Regions from separate parts of the Mus musculus genome. Here regions 1, 2 and 3 are each linked to region 4. Evidence: chromatin contacts called from public HiChIP or PLAC-seq data. All regions are on one chromosome and are shown on one strand. The core of a region is the stretch at or near the end of the contact, and the rest is flanking DNA. Distances in the headings are between cores, read along the strand shown. Region 1 has its middle 9.9 kb from the start of Gm42294. Region 2 overlaps Gm42294 (a long non-coding RNA gene). Region 3 overlaps Gm11482 (predicted gene 11482). Region 4 holds the start of Tnfsf8 (tumor necrosis factor (ligand) superfamily, member 8).

Region 1 (2,878 bases), core at 83-2,582, 170 kb before region 4:
TGAGTGGGCTTGAGTTCAAATATTCATGAGTGTGACCTTGAATGGATTACTTAAGTTCCTCAGCCTCAAGTTATTTCACTTGCAAACTGGGGACAGTGAGGAGAGCCTTCCTCACAGGGTTCTTATGACCGTTAACCCGTGCAAACCTCTTCAAAGAGCACTACTGTAAATACTCAGTATTAGCTACTGGTGTTGTTGAGTGCCTGCTAACAGAGTAGATCATTGAAGCAGGCCAACATCCAGGCTCCTGTCGAGGATGAATGATTCTGTGACCCATCACAGAGGGGAGGGGAGTAAATGACACGAACATGGTGTTCTCATGGAGTCAATTAGACTCTTACAATAACCCTGCAAAGCTGACCGAGTCTACTAGATGCCCCATTATCTAGAAAGCTACGTCTGGTGACCAACTCAAGATCCTCCCTTCTTTTTTCCCTTCCTCCCTCTCTTTGTTGCTATGGAAAACAGATTTGTATATATTTGTGGCCCTGATGTCTCAGTGTCTGTGAACATTGTAATATATTAACTCAGGTTGAACAAACACACAGATGACTTTACATCCCCCTCACCCCATGTTTTTTCCTGAGGACAGAGCTTACCGTCTGCCATGTGGGATGTATTCTTTCCTATGATTTCCGTTTGAAGAGACCAGATATTAAAAAAAAAATCAAAAGGAGCACTCTGTCCCTATTGTAAAGACCCACCACATTTCCCATCTCTCTGACTTTAATTAATATGGCAAAATGGGACTGTCAGATGTCTTAAGTAAACTTTGTTCCAATTGATGTAGTTCACTTGTGCATGAAGGGGATTTGCTTTGAAACCCTTTGGACTTATCTTCAAGGGCAGAGATCGATGTGTGAATTCAAGGATCTTTCTCTAGTTCCTGGGGAAGTTGGGCACTCTGTTATTCCTTTCTCTGAGAACTCTCCAGTTATGCTTGGGACTGCATCCATGTTTCCAAGAAGTTGCCATAGTTATAGCAGTTTGTTAGTATGAAAACCACAACACTAACACAGTACATTCTGCTGAGAAGAAGGGTTACTTTTTTGCCAGTTACAACTGGGTGGGGAATTACCCGGTTTTGGCTGGAATTTAGCTCCAGTGCTATGGCTGATAGTGTCCTTGAGCTGTATCAAGGAGTCAGGAGCATGTGAGCAGGACCCCACAGTGAGGGGAAGGTTTGGTGTTCTATGTGGAGGGGTTCATGAGACTGAGATCTGGCCCTGGCTCTAACATTTGTTCTTGGTGTGACCTTGGTCATGGACCTCTCTTTTAGACTGTTTCTGTGTCTCAGGTCAATGAAGTTGTTAGAGAGCTTGTCCAGCAGAGGGTGATATTCCTCCTATTTTGGCTGGGCCCTACTCTGAGAAGCCAGATCACTTACTGCCCTGGGGGAGGAATCCATGATCTAGTCCCTGGTGGAGCTAGATCCCATGTGGGTTTTTAGATTTGTAGCTGGCCAGAGTTCTGCACAATATTGTTGTTGTTGTTGTTAAACCTCACATCATCTTCTAGGTTGTGTATTAGCCTTCCATTTCCCAGGCCAGGGAATTGTCGGGTTCCAAAGCAACTCAGGTCAATTGGCTAGCCATGGTGCCTGTTAGCATACCACAAAGCAGATGCTGGCCCCCAGGATCACCCATTACCTGTGGCTTCTCTTAGCTCTCCTTGCTCTGTTTAGTACCCTGAACCTCTCCAACCCATAGACTCCCCTTCCCTTCTCAAGCTTTCTCCCTTATATAACCCTGGCATTTCAGCCACAGGTTCCATTGGTTCTGTTGTCCTTGGTCTTCTTTTCTTGTTCTCTGCCCTCCCCTCCTAGACCCCATGGCCTGGTCCAATCTGCTGGCCATGTTTTCTGTCTACTGCTTTCTCTCCGTGCTCTGGACTCTTGCAGGTGCCTCTGGCTGTACTCTTCCTCACATCTACGATAAATACCTTCTCCTCAACCATACCTTGGAGCAGCCATATCTTCATTTCGCCCTTGAAGCACCTTGGGGAATTGAGAGGACCTGCCTAGGATCCTGCTGGGCCTTTTTCCCATGGACTGCATCAGGTAGCCATTGTTTGTAAAGAGCTTCTGTTGACCATAGAAGATCCTTGACACATATACTGAGGAGGGCAGAACATGAAATCCTATTAGAGTTCAGGGGGAGCCTCACTGTGTAGCTCCATACAATCTCCTTTCCCATAAAGCTTTCCTTTTTTTTAGTGAAGGGTCTGTGAAATGTGACCTCAGGAAGGACAGCAATGGCCCCACGTTGCAGACAGTGGAATCCACTCTAACTTACCTAAGTAGCAAATGGGAATTTTTAGAGGATATCAGGAAACTCTCAGAATCTCCAGAGGAGCCAGAGGAGAAAATTTGAAATGGTGTAGCCATAAATAGTGCCCAGCCACGCTGTGGGGGCTTTTCTGGAAAAAAATCACCACTTACACAACTTCTCAGTAATTGGGATTTTGACACTGTCCACCCCATGGAAGCTAAGACTGAGTGAGGCCTTCTGTGTGGAGGGGTCCGGCTGGACACGTAGCTTGATTCAAATCTCCCTGTGGATCGACTTTACAGCGAAGGAATGCAGGCTGCGAGAGAGTGTAAGGTTTGCTCAGTTAAACCTCGCTGACTTCCAGGGTTGAGTGTGAGGACTTCCAGCTGGAGCTAGGAGTTGCCCTGAGTCATTAAAGGGCATTTTCTAAGAGAGGAGCAGCACCGCTGGCTTCTCTTTTTAATCCTCTTAAATATAGTACTTTGGAAGGAACACAGCCGAAGGAATATTAATTTCTTGTTTCATTTTGTTGGTGCTGGGGACTGAGGCTAGGTTGTCACTCCTGCTAGGAAAGTGTCTGCAACCGAGCAGTTCCCAGCTCTTACAAT
Region 2 (2,700 bases), core at 145-2,644, 140 kb before region 4:
TTTTTGGGGGGTCTTATGTTTTTATTATGTTTGGGTCTTATATTTCTATTATATATTATAATTTATTATATTTTATATACTTTTCCATCACAGTCACATTTTATATGCTTTTCTACTACAATAAAAAACTAACTTATGATAGAGTTGACATGCTATCATATAAATAAATTTATATCTTCTTTTATGACTGTGCCTTTGTCCTCATTCAACTTTTTTGACTTAGTTTTTTTGGGGTTACCTTTTTACACCTTTTCGTGAGTATTGGGGACCAAATTCAGAGATTTAGGCCTGTGAAGTCAGTGCTTAATCACAAAGCCACCTTATCAGTCCTGAGTTTCATCTCTCATTTAACAAAGCCACAGAATTCTTGGAGTATCTGTTTGATGAAATCAGCATCTATCCCTGTCCCTCCCCCACCTTTGAATAATATTTTATTTTCTATTTTATGTGCATGGGTATTTTGCCTGCATGCACATTTGTATACCACAGGTGTGACTGGTGCCGATGGAGGCCAGAAGAGGGCTTCAGATCCCCTGGAACTGGAATTATGGAGGGTTGTGAACACACTATGACACACTATGAGCCCTAATCACTCTTTTCCTTGAAGTGGGTTTCCTTTAGGTGTATTGCCACAGTAAGAGAGAACTGACTAATATAAGAACACTATGAGCCTCAGAAGTCAGTCTTACTGAGTTATTAAGTGTGGGGATAAATGTGACCTGTCTGAGACCTTAGTCTGTCTTGGGACACTTGATTGGAATTATAGATGTCTCCAAAATACATTGCATCCCTGAATAGCTGGACTAGGTGTGATTGCCCTGAGAGAATGGCAAGTCCCAAAGGCCTTGGACTCCACTCCCCTCTGCCTGTCTGCATCAGAGCCATAGGTACTTCTAGGGATTTAGTCTTAGCGTGAGGTCTCCACAGTGGGGTTTCTCTGACCTTTTAGTTCAGGGACCATACTCCCCTTGGGGAAACATCTAAGGGTTAGGTACATAGTATGCCTATTCAGACATGCTTAGCCCCTGTATTCTATGACTCCTTTAGCTTCTTCCTCTTTGAACCTCTCTTTACGTTCTATTAAACAGACACTGTCATCTAGGGCCCATCTCCTAACCACCGCCACCCCTAAAACTCTTGGGAAGAGGAACATAGCTTACTATTTCCCTTGTGATTTTAGACTACATTTTCTTATGCAAAGGTAAAGACTAAGAGAGATCCTTGGAGCATGGCAAGTAAAGCTTAGATGGGCATGCTTTTGAATAACTGTGTGAGAAGGGATTTTGGACCTTCTTGCAGCAGCTGTAAGAGAAACACTTACTGTCTAAGTGCATGGAATGGAGCATGCGGGCCAAGCCCAGGGTGCAGCTTACTTGCTTTGGCCCAGAGACAGCTGGCAGCCGGCCAGTGTTTTGGCCTCCTTGGTCTTTGACCCCCAAAGGTCTGGAATTAGAGTGAGTCACACTTGTTATTAGCCGATGATCGTATTGTGAGGTCACAAACCCAATGTTACCTAAACTTTGAAGTGTGCAATAAGTGTCTGGGATACAAACTCTGAGTCGCTTGTGATAAAGGCCCTGTCTTTGTTTTTAAATCCCCAAAGCCTTTCTTGTTTCCTTTATAACCTTTATCACAATCACTTGGCAATTATTTAGTAATTCCCTTATTGTACTCTCTATTTCAACTCAATAGTGCAAATATTTGGCGAGTCTGTTAGCCTTATCCGTCTCACACATGGCACTTGGCAGAGCCTGACATGCCACTGTGGCCTTATGGCTTCATACTGTTTGTAATTTAGTATGTGCAGAAGAAAAGAGAAGGAGACCACAGACCATCAGGGTCATGTTCAGAAAGTGTGACAGCTGGTTCTTACTGAGCAGGGACCAAGGATCTCGACAGAACCATCATCAGTTGCTGTCATGTGTACTGTTTCCTTTTGCCTCTCAAGGGTATCACCCTAATCTTACTGCTTTGTAGATGGAGGAGGTAAAGTGCAGACAGACTGGTTCAGCTATCTGAGTCTCAGAGCTGGAACACGGCAGAGGAGAGATCATACATCTATCTACTTCCATAGCCTTGCTCCATAGCCTCAGGTATCGGTGCATGGAAAATTCAACTAGAACGAATTAGCTGGGAGTTAAAAAAAATATTTTCTCTGTGTTCCACCTAAGAGATTGTGGTGGTTTGAATGAGAATGGCCCACACAGGCTCATATATTTGAATGCTTGGTACTCAGTTGATGAACTGTATGGGAAGGATTAGGAGGTGCGTCTTTGTTGGAGATATGTTGTTCAGGGTAGGATTTGAGAATTCAAAAGCCCTCACAAGGCCCAGTCTCTCTGTCTCTCTGTCTCTCTCTGTCTCTCTCTGTCTCTCTCTCTGTCTCTCTCTGTCTCTCTCTGTCTCTCTCTGTCTCTCTCTGTCTCTCTCTGTCTCTCTGTCTCTGTCTGTCTCTGTCTCTCTCTTTCTCTTTCTGCTGACTTCAGATCAGGATCTAACCCTCTCAGCTACTGCTCCATTACCACACTTATCTCCTTTATGTCAAGATGATAATGGACTAATCCTCTGCAATGATTTTTAATTTCTTTAAAAAAATAGGAGTCATCTTAGGTATGGTCTCTCTTCACAGCACTAGAATAGTAACAGCATTAGGCTTATTAATGCTGTGATGAAACACTGTGACCAAAAGCAACTTGGGGA
Region 3 (2,714 bases), core at 13-2,512, 220 kb before region 4:
TCCTGGGTAGATTCTGCAAATAATCTTTTGTTCTTGTTGCCTTCTGGCTGGGATGTGGAGGTGATTCATTGCCTCAGTAATGACATGTAACTGTAAAAGTCCATTGTCTTATGGGCATGCTTGCTTCCCACTGTATCTGTGCTTGAGGTGGTTAGCTGGGCTTGATGGCATGTGTAAGAATTTGGCTCTCTGCTGGATGATGCAAAATTGCTGTGTATATATAGGTCACCAAAGGTGGCCTCCTGTGCCTCATCTGTCCCTTGTTTCTCTATAGGATAGCCCATGCTATAAGATGATATAAGAGGCCACAAGTGGAAAGTGGAAACATACAACGTGGGAAAACTCTGTTAATTACAGTCGAAGTCCATGTGACCGGATACCTTCTGGGCTTGGCGCACTTATGGGAAACTCCCTTTGTTAATGGGTTTTCTCCTTCTCTGACCTTGCGTGGGAAATTCTAAGCCCCCACATGAACTCTTCTCCCTAAGGATGCCATGTAGTCTCACTTAGTTTATAGGATCAATTCCCTTTCTCCTGATAAAACCCATTCAGCAATCGCCTAAGGTACCTGAAATGCTTCCCAAAGCTAATGAGGCATTCTAGGTACCCTCAGCCCCGAGCCAATGACCTTTGCTCACCCTTGATGTCCTTACCCTTATTCCCCCAAAACTTTATAAGCCTTCAATCACATTAAGTAAAGTTGATCTGCCTATTGACTGTGGGTCTCCGTGTAGTTTATGCACCATATGTACTGACAGGGCTTCTGGAACTCCCTGAGTGATGTCTCTACTTCCACTGCTCTTGTGGACTGTATCTACTGACAGTCCACAAAGTGGGGAGACCCACAATACAACTAACTTTTCTCGACTTCTTTATGTCATGTTGCCTAGTATCTTATTGGTCGAAGTCATGTGGCCAGGTTCCAAGACAGACCAGGCTAGGGAGACTTCCCTGTTACATGGCAAAAGCTTGGGTAAATGATGGGATGGGAATGGAGATCCAAATGGGTCCAATTTATTATATGTGGATGAGTGAATGGAGGGATAGACAGAAAGACAGCTGAAAGATAAAATTCTGCTCCTTGTGTCCAATAGAAGGGGTAAAGAGGCAGTTTCTGGTCTCTGGTGTGTCTAGGGCTCCTTATCTGGGCCCATCTTGGATTGGAGGTTGTCTTTGGCACCCAAGAGAGAGCTTAGAGCTGTGCTGTAGCCCCGGGCTGTGGGTTCTGTGGGTTATGACCTGCTTCTTTCCCAAGAGCCTTCACTTCTGAGTCATTGTGAAAACTTTCACACACCTTACCCTGTGACTGGCAAGAATGTACTTTAGAGATGAGAACCCTTCAGAGGCTTTGTGTTCATAGCATGTAAACAGTCATGCTGTTGCCTGCCTAGGCTGCCAAAGACATGTATGAAAGGCATGCCTCTGTTATGTAATATAAACAAATGATTACAGTATCAGCGATATGGGATTCTTCTAGGCAGCTCATAAGTCCTCTAGAACCTGATAGTAAGAGGGAAAGATGAAAAATGAGTTAATATTTTGGGGACTGCATGGATTTTTGAGCCTCCTCCCACTCTCTGCAGTAGTAAGGATTGGATCTAGAGCCTCACTCATGCATTGATCTAGCTTCAACCCTGATAATATATATCTTAAAGAAGATAATGTTTCTTTCTGTTAGTACATGTAAGAACTCAGTGTTCTGCTATATGTATTGAAAATCCTTTAATGTTAGTTGTTTCAAATGCCCCCCACACCCCCAACAGCACTCTAACATCTACAGACATCACAAGATGGCTGCACTGAGAGAAGTCAAACCTTGGAATGATGGCTGCTTGTGGAAATGAAAGGCTAACACTCTTCATGAGAAAATTGATAATGAACCACACTGTTGTGTATCAGTGCAAGAGTGAGTGCTAAGGGCAACCCAGATTTCTTCTAAGACGTACAAACAGTCTGTGTCTGTTTTGGTGATGTTAGCACTCACAGCCCCTTGGGACTTTTTCTTTCTGTGGCAGAAATAGGAGTGAATCTGGCAAGTGTCCAGATTCTTAAACACCAAACACATGCTTTTCTAGTATTCTTTGCTTAAATGCAAGTAGACCTTAATCCAGTTCCTTGTCATTTGCAGGGCTACAGGGAAGGGCACCAAAACATACCCATTTCCAAGGGCTGAACTCTGGAGGCCTGAGGTGGGTCTTTCTGATTCTTTTAGATTATTGTCCAATCCCAGTATGTCAGAGCATGGGTACTGGAAGGGAACATTGATTTGACTCCCTTCCTCTACGATGAGGTTTTTGGGGAGTGTCAAAGCCCAGAAGTCGGAAGAGACCACCCCACAGGGGTCTCAGAGGGCCTCCAGGAGCATAACCCCTCATTCCTGCACACAGAGTGTGATGACCCCCACCACCACACACAGCTCATGTCTCTTTAAGTGGAAGCTTGCCAGTGCCCAGATGCACTAGCTCAGAACTCTTTTTACATCCACTTTCAGAAGAGAGAAAAAAAGACGTTCTATAGTATTTGTCTGGGGGCTGTAGCTCTTACATTTTGTCATATGGCCTAACTTCCATAAGTTTAGTAACTAGATTCCCTGTCTGGGTCTCTTGTTTCCATCCCTTTACCCTGTTCCCACATGGCTTAAGCTGAGATCTATCAATACACCGCCAACATCCCTTGTGTGTGCACGTGGATTGAGAGTGATAAGGGAGTGAACA
Region 4 (3,057 bases), core at 243-2,742:
CTTGGGCAGGGTGTTGCACCAGTGGTATTCATACAGTATCCAAATCACCATGCCTGGATCTCACCCCAAGCCTGTGAGTCATGTGAGCTGACCACGCAGTCCTTTCCAGACAGTGTGTAAGAGTTCTCTCTCAAGGATACTTTTCTAAGCTACGGTTTGACTTTCTCCCCCTACCCCCATTTCAAACAAACGAAATTTCCCAAGATGGTGTGGCCCTGCACATTATGTGTGCATCTCAGAGGGTACAGGTGACAAAAACACTGCTACTTTTCAACACCCTGAACTCTTCAAAGCCAGTGGCTTGTGAGGAAGCTTTCGATTTCTTTTGTGGGTTTTAACATTGAAATAGCAGAGCTCTGGGAAGACTTGGCCTCTCTCTCTCTCTCTCTCTCTCTCTCTCTCTCTCTCTCTCTCTCTCTCCCTCTCCCTCTCTCTCTCCCTCTCTCTCTCTCTCTCTCTCTCTCTCTCTCTCTCTCAAATATCACAGTCTTTAAAAAGTAGCTCCTCACTAAAAACAAGCAAGCAAGCAAGAAAACAACCACAACAAACAAACAAACAATAGCAACAACAGACTCTCGGCAAAAGAGAGGCCTCAGAAGTCCTGGGAGCACGGATTGAGGACATAACCTTAGAATTAGGATGAGCGCCTTACAGAGGTGATACCCACATGCGCACTCGCCATCAGGGCTCCCTATGCTTCCTCCCTCCATACTGTGAGGCTGTGACCCATCTGGGCTTCAATCTTAACTTCTCAAGGTCAGCAGCTCTTCTGTTGGCTCCAGTACATCTGGAAATTTTTGAGCTCATGTCCAGTTCTATTTCTTTTAAAAAATTCCCACTGAGTGCAGAAAGTTCATTTCTAGTTTTTCCCCTTTTCTCTGATATAATCTCTCTCTATATATGCATAGTTTTACTTATTTTCACTTTTTAAATTTTTTTTTTTTTTTTTTTTTTTTTTTGCTCCTAGTTAAACTATTCATTAGCTTCCCAGAGCTGTTCCTCTAGAGGACACACATTATAAATGAGGAAAGAAAAGCAGAAAAAAGATGTTTACTCACCTTTTTCTGGACTACCAGTACCAGAATGATCGCCACTGCCACAACAAGGCACACCAGTGCGGTGGTGCTGAGGTAGAAGTAGCTGCGACTTGTGCTTCTCCAGGGCCTCGTGCTTCTCCAGGGGCTGGCTACCGAGCCGGGCTGCACCTGCATGGCTGGGTCAGGGGAAGGAGCCCCACAGCTGCCTGCTTGTTGCAGCCCTGGCTCCATGCTTTATATAGTCTGTCCCACATCACACCTTATCTCTCCTCATCTGATTCGGTTCTGTACCCAGCTCTGTTCCAAGAAGGATTTTCCCCTGCATCCTGGATCATGTGACTTGGAAAAAAGCCTTCACCAGTTGCCGGATGGAGAAACTCTTCTCTGGGGGCGTGAGGCGAAGGGTGGCTGCAAGGGTGGGGGAGAGGTTCATTTTTCATCGCCTGGGATTAATCTGAGTGCAGAGAAATTGTAGCGAGATAGACGATGGTTGATGTCAGCGGGTGGTAGGAAGGAGACAGTTCCGCGTGAGTGTACACCAACCACTTCTGTTTCCTTTAGGCTCAGCCACAGAACGCCTTGCCGCGGGGACCCTGCACACTGCATGATCCATGCTGGTGGCCCAGGAAGCTTCCAGATTAGTCTCTTTGCTGGGTCCCTGGAGATGGCAGTCCTTTGTCAGCAGCACAATGACTGTTGGGGTTGTCCAACAATTACAGCATGCTCTAAACTGGAAACATACCCATTTCTGGGAAAGAAGAGCCCACTGTTTGGGCATTTACCTACCTGGAGACAAGGTTGTGGCAGTAGGATATTTGAGGATAGTTTCAAAGACATGGTGAGAGAAGAGGAATTTGGAAATAATTTGCTGTTGAACCAAAGCTCCTCTATCTCTTGCAGGGTGCTCTCCAGGGCTGTTAAATTTGCCGATGAAACTGGCTTGCCCTAAAGTTCATACTAGGGGAAGAAATTAGTGAGGGGGTCAGGAAGGGGAGGCTCAGTGCTGTGGAACGAGTGTGTGAAGTGTCTGTGGGTTGTATGGGGGTGCAAATAGTGTTCCAGGTGTTTGTGATGAGTTTGTGGACAGAGGTTACTAGAATTGAACATTCTGGCTCAGGTACAGTCTTGGGAACTTGGCTTAGAGGCTGACTTCACACTCGTCACCAGCCTCAGAGGCAAGTAGTATTTCTTCTTCACAGCATAGAGAACTGAGACCCAGCATAAAAGCATTCTTAATCAAATCTACCAGTGTTAATCTAATGGTAAAACTTGGTGGTATATGCAAACCAGCCTGGCTCCAAAAGCCTGCCGGACCCTTTCCTTACAGGCTGAAAACCTCAGGTTGCATCTTAGCCTTTCCTCTTCTCAGCATTGCTCCTTGAATAAGTCAACGCAGCCCCTGCTTTCACCCCAGTCTGCTTTGCAGTCATGGGGAAGATCAAACAGGATGATGTAAGAGGGCTTCCTGAATGGGAATGGACTTGGCAGCTGTTGTTGAACAATTCCTGTTAAACAGCCCAAGTTGCCCTCTGGGCCATGTCTGGAATTTCATATAATAAATAGATTTCTGGGACACAGAGCTGGATCGTATCTGTTGCTATGAATGACCTTTCTTTCAGAATATTCTCTAAAAGCTTCAGAGCTGCCTCCAGATGTGGCCTTCTGAAACCTCACTTGCTATTTCCCTTGAGGTAGACAGCACCTTCTCTTTTGACTATACACTACCTCTGCAGGTCACAGGACATGTCAGAAGCCCCAAAGAAATGCCGGATCCAAAGCCCAGCTCAGATTATTTAGCTTTCTGGATCTGTGTAGATCTCTCTTTGAGCATTCTGCAAGGCAGCTTAGACTTAGGAGATGGTCTAGAGGCCCTTTTTGGTGAGTTTATAAAATGAAAAACCACAGAGGAGGGATAGGTAGTGAGGAATGAACTGGTGAGTATCTTCTTCGAGGGCAGTGTCTCCATCTGGTTGTCAAGGAAACTGAGCCTGGGGTTTGGAAGACAGATTTGTCCTTAGCC

The links. HiChIP or PLAC-seq counts read pairs in DNA pulled down with a chosen protein or histone mark.
Region 1: a contact with region 4 is called in a BATF HiChIP or PLAC-seq map of CD8 T cells, with 8 read pairs. The contact joins the enhancer-like site here to the promoter of Tnfsf8 in region 4. A contact is called at or near these places in 5 of 39 promoter capture datasets (the 3T3-L1 cell line, cranial neural crest, liver and 1 more), 1 of 15 datasets of contacts at CTCF or cohesin (CD8 T cells), 6 of 484 Hi-C or Micro-C datasets (B cells, bladder smooth muscle, bone marrow-derived macrophages and 3 more), 9 of 115 datasets of contacts at active chromatin or transcription factors (CD8 T cells, T-cell acute lymphoblastic leukemia, bone marrow-derived macrophages and 5 more) and 4 of 9 other capture datasets (adipose tissue, liver, macrophages and 1 more).
Region 2: an H3K4me3 HiChIP or PLAC-seq map of bone marrow-derived macrophages shows a contact between it and region 4, with 4 times the contacts expected there. The contact joins the enhancer-like site here to the promoter of Tnfsf8 in region 4. A contact is called at or near these places in 2 of 39 promoter capture datasets (liver and stem cell-derived epiblast-like cells), 2 of 115 datasets of contacts at active chromatin or transcription factors (bone marrow-derived macrophages and thymic regulatory T cells) and 2 of 9 other capture datasets (adipose tissue and liver).
Region 3: a BATF HiChIP or PLAC-seq map of CD8 T cells shows a contact between it and region 4, with 14 read pairs. The contact joins the enhancer-like site here to the promoter of Tnfsf8 in region 4. A contact is called at or near these places in 1 of 39 promoter capture datasets (hippocampal neurons), 1 of 15 datasets of contacts at CTCF or cohesin (CD8 T cells), 3 of 115 datasets of contacts at active chromatin or transcription factors (CD8 T cells, T-cell acute lymphoblastic leukemia and Th17 cells) and 2 of 9 other capture datasets (adipose tissue and liver).

Annotation. Positions count from the first base shown.
Region 1 is chr4:63,685,024-63,687,901 of GRCm38.p6, forward strand. No RefSeq gene overlaps it. Among named protein-coding and RNA genes, the nearest start is that of Gm42294, 9.9 kb to the right of the region's middle. Within about 2 kb of position 1,333, at least 15 of the 459 cell types and tissues checked have an H3K27ac peak or open chromatin away from gene starts, as enhancers often do. A contact at or near this core is called in CD8 T cells, where this site is marked.
Region 2 is chr4:63,716,702-63,719,401 of GRCm38.p6, forward strand. All of the region lies in intron 1 of Gm42294 (a long non-coding RNA gene), which reads left to right. Among named protein-coding and RNA genes, the nearest start is that of Gm42294, 22 kb to the left of the region's middle. Within about 2 kb of position 1,395, at least 26 of the 459 cell types and tissues checked have an H3K27ac peak or open chromatin away from gene starts, as enhancers often do. A contact at or near this core is called in adipose tissue and bone marrow-derived macrophages, where this site is marked.
Region 3 is chr4:63,638,764-63,641,477 of GRCm38.p6, forward strand. It overlaps Gm11482 (predicted gene 11482), which reads left to right. Exons shown (of 4, transcript NR_151544.1): 4 at 275-715. Among named protein-coding and RNA genes, the nearest start is that of Gm11482, 5.7 kb to the left of the region's middle. Within about 2 kb of position 1,263, at least 16 of the 459 cell types and tissues checked have an H3K27ac peak or open chromatin away from gene starts, as enhancers often do. A contact at or near this core is called in CD8 T cells, where this site is marked.
Region 4 is chr4:63,859,792-63,862,848 of GRCm38.p6, forward strand. Tnfsf8 (tumor necrosis factor (ligand) superfamily, member 8) reads right to left here and starts at 1,493. Exons shown (of 4, transcript NM_009403.3): 1 at 1,059-1,493. The coding sequence starts at 1,268.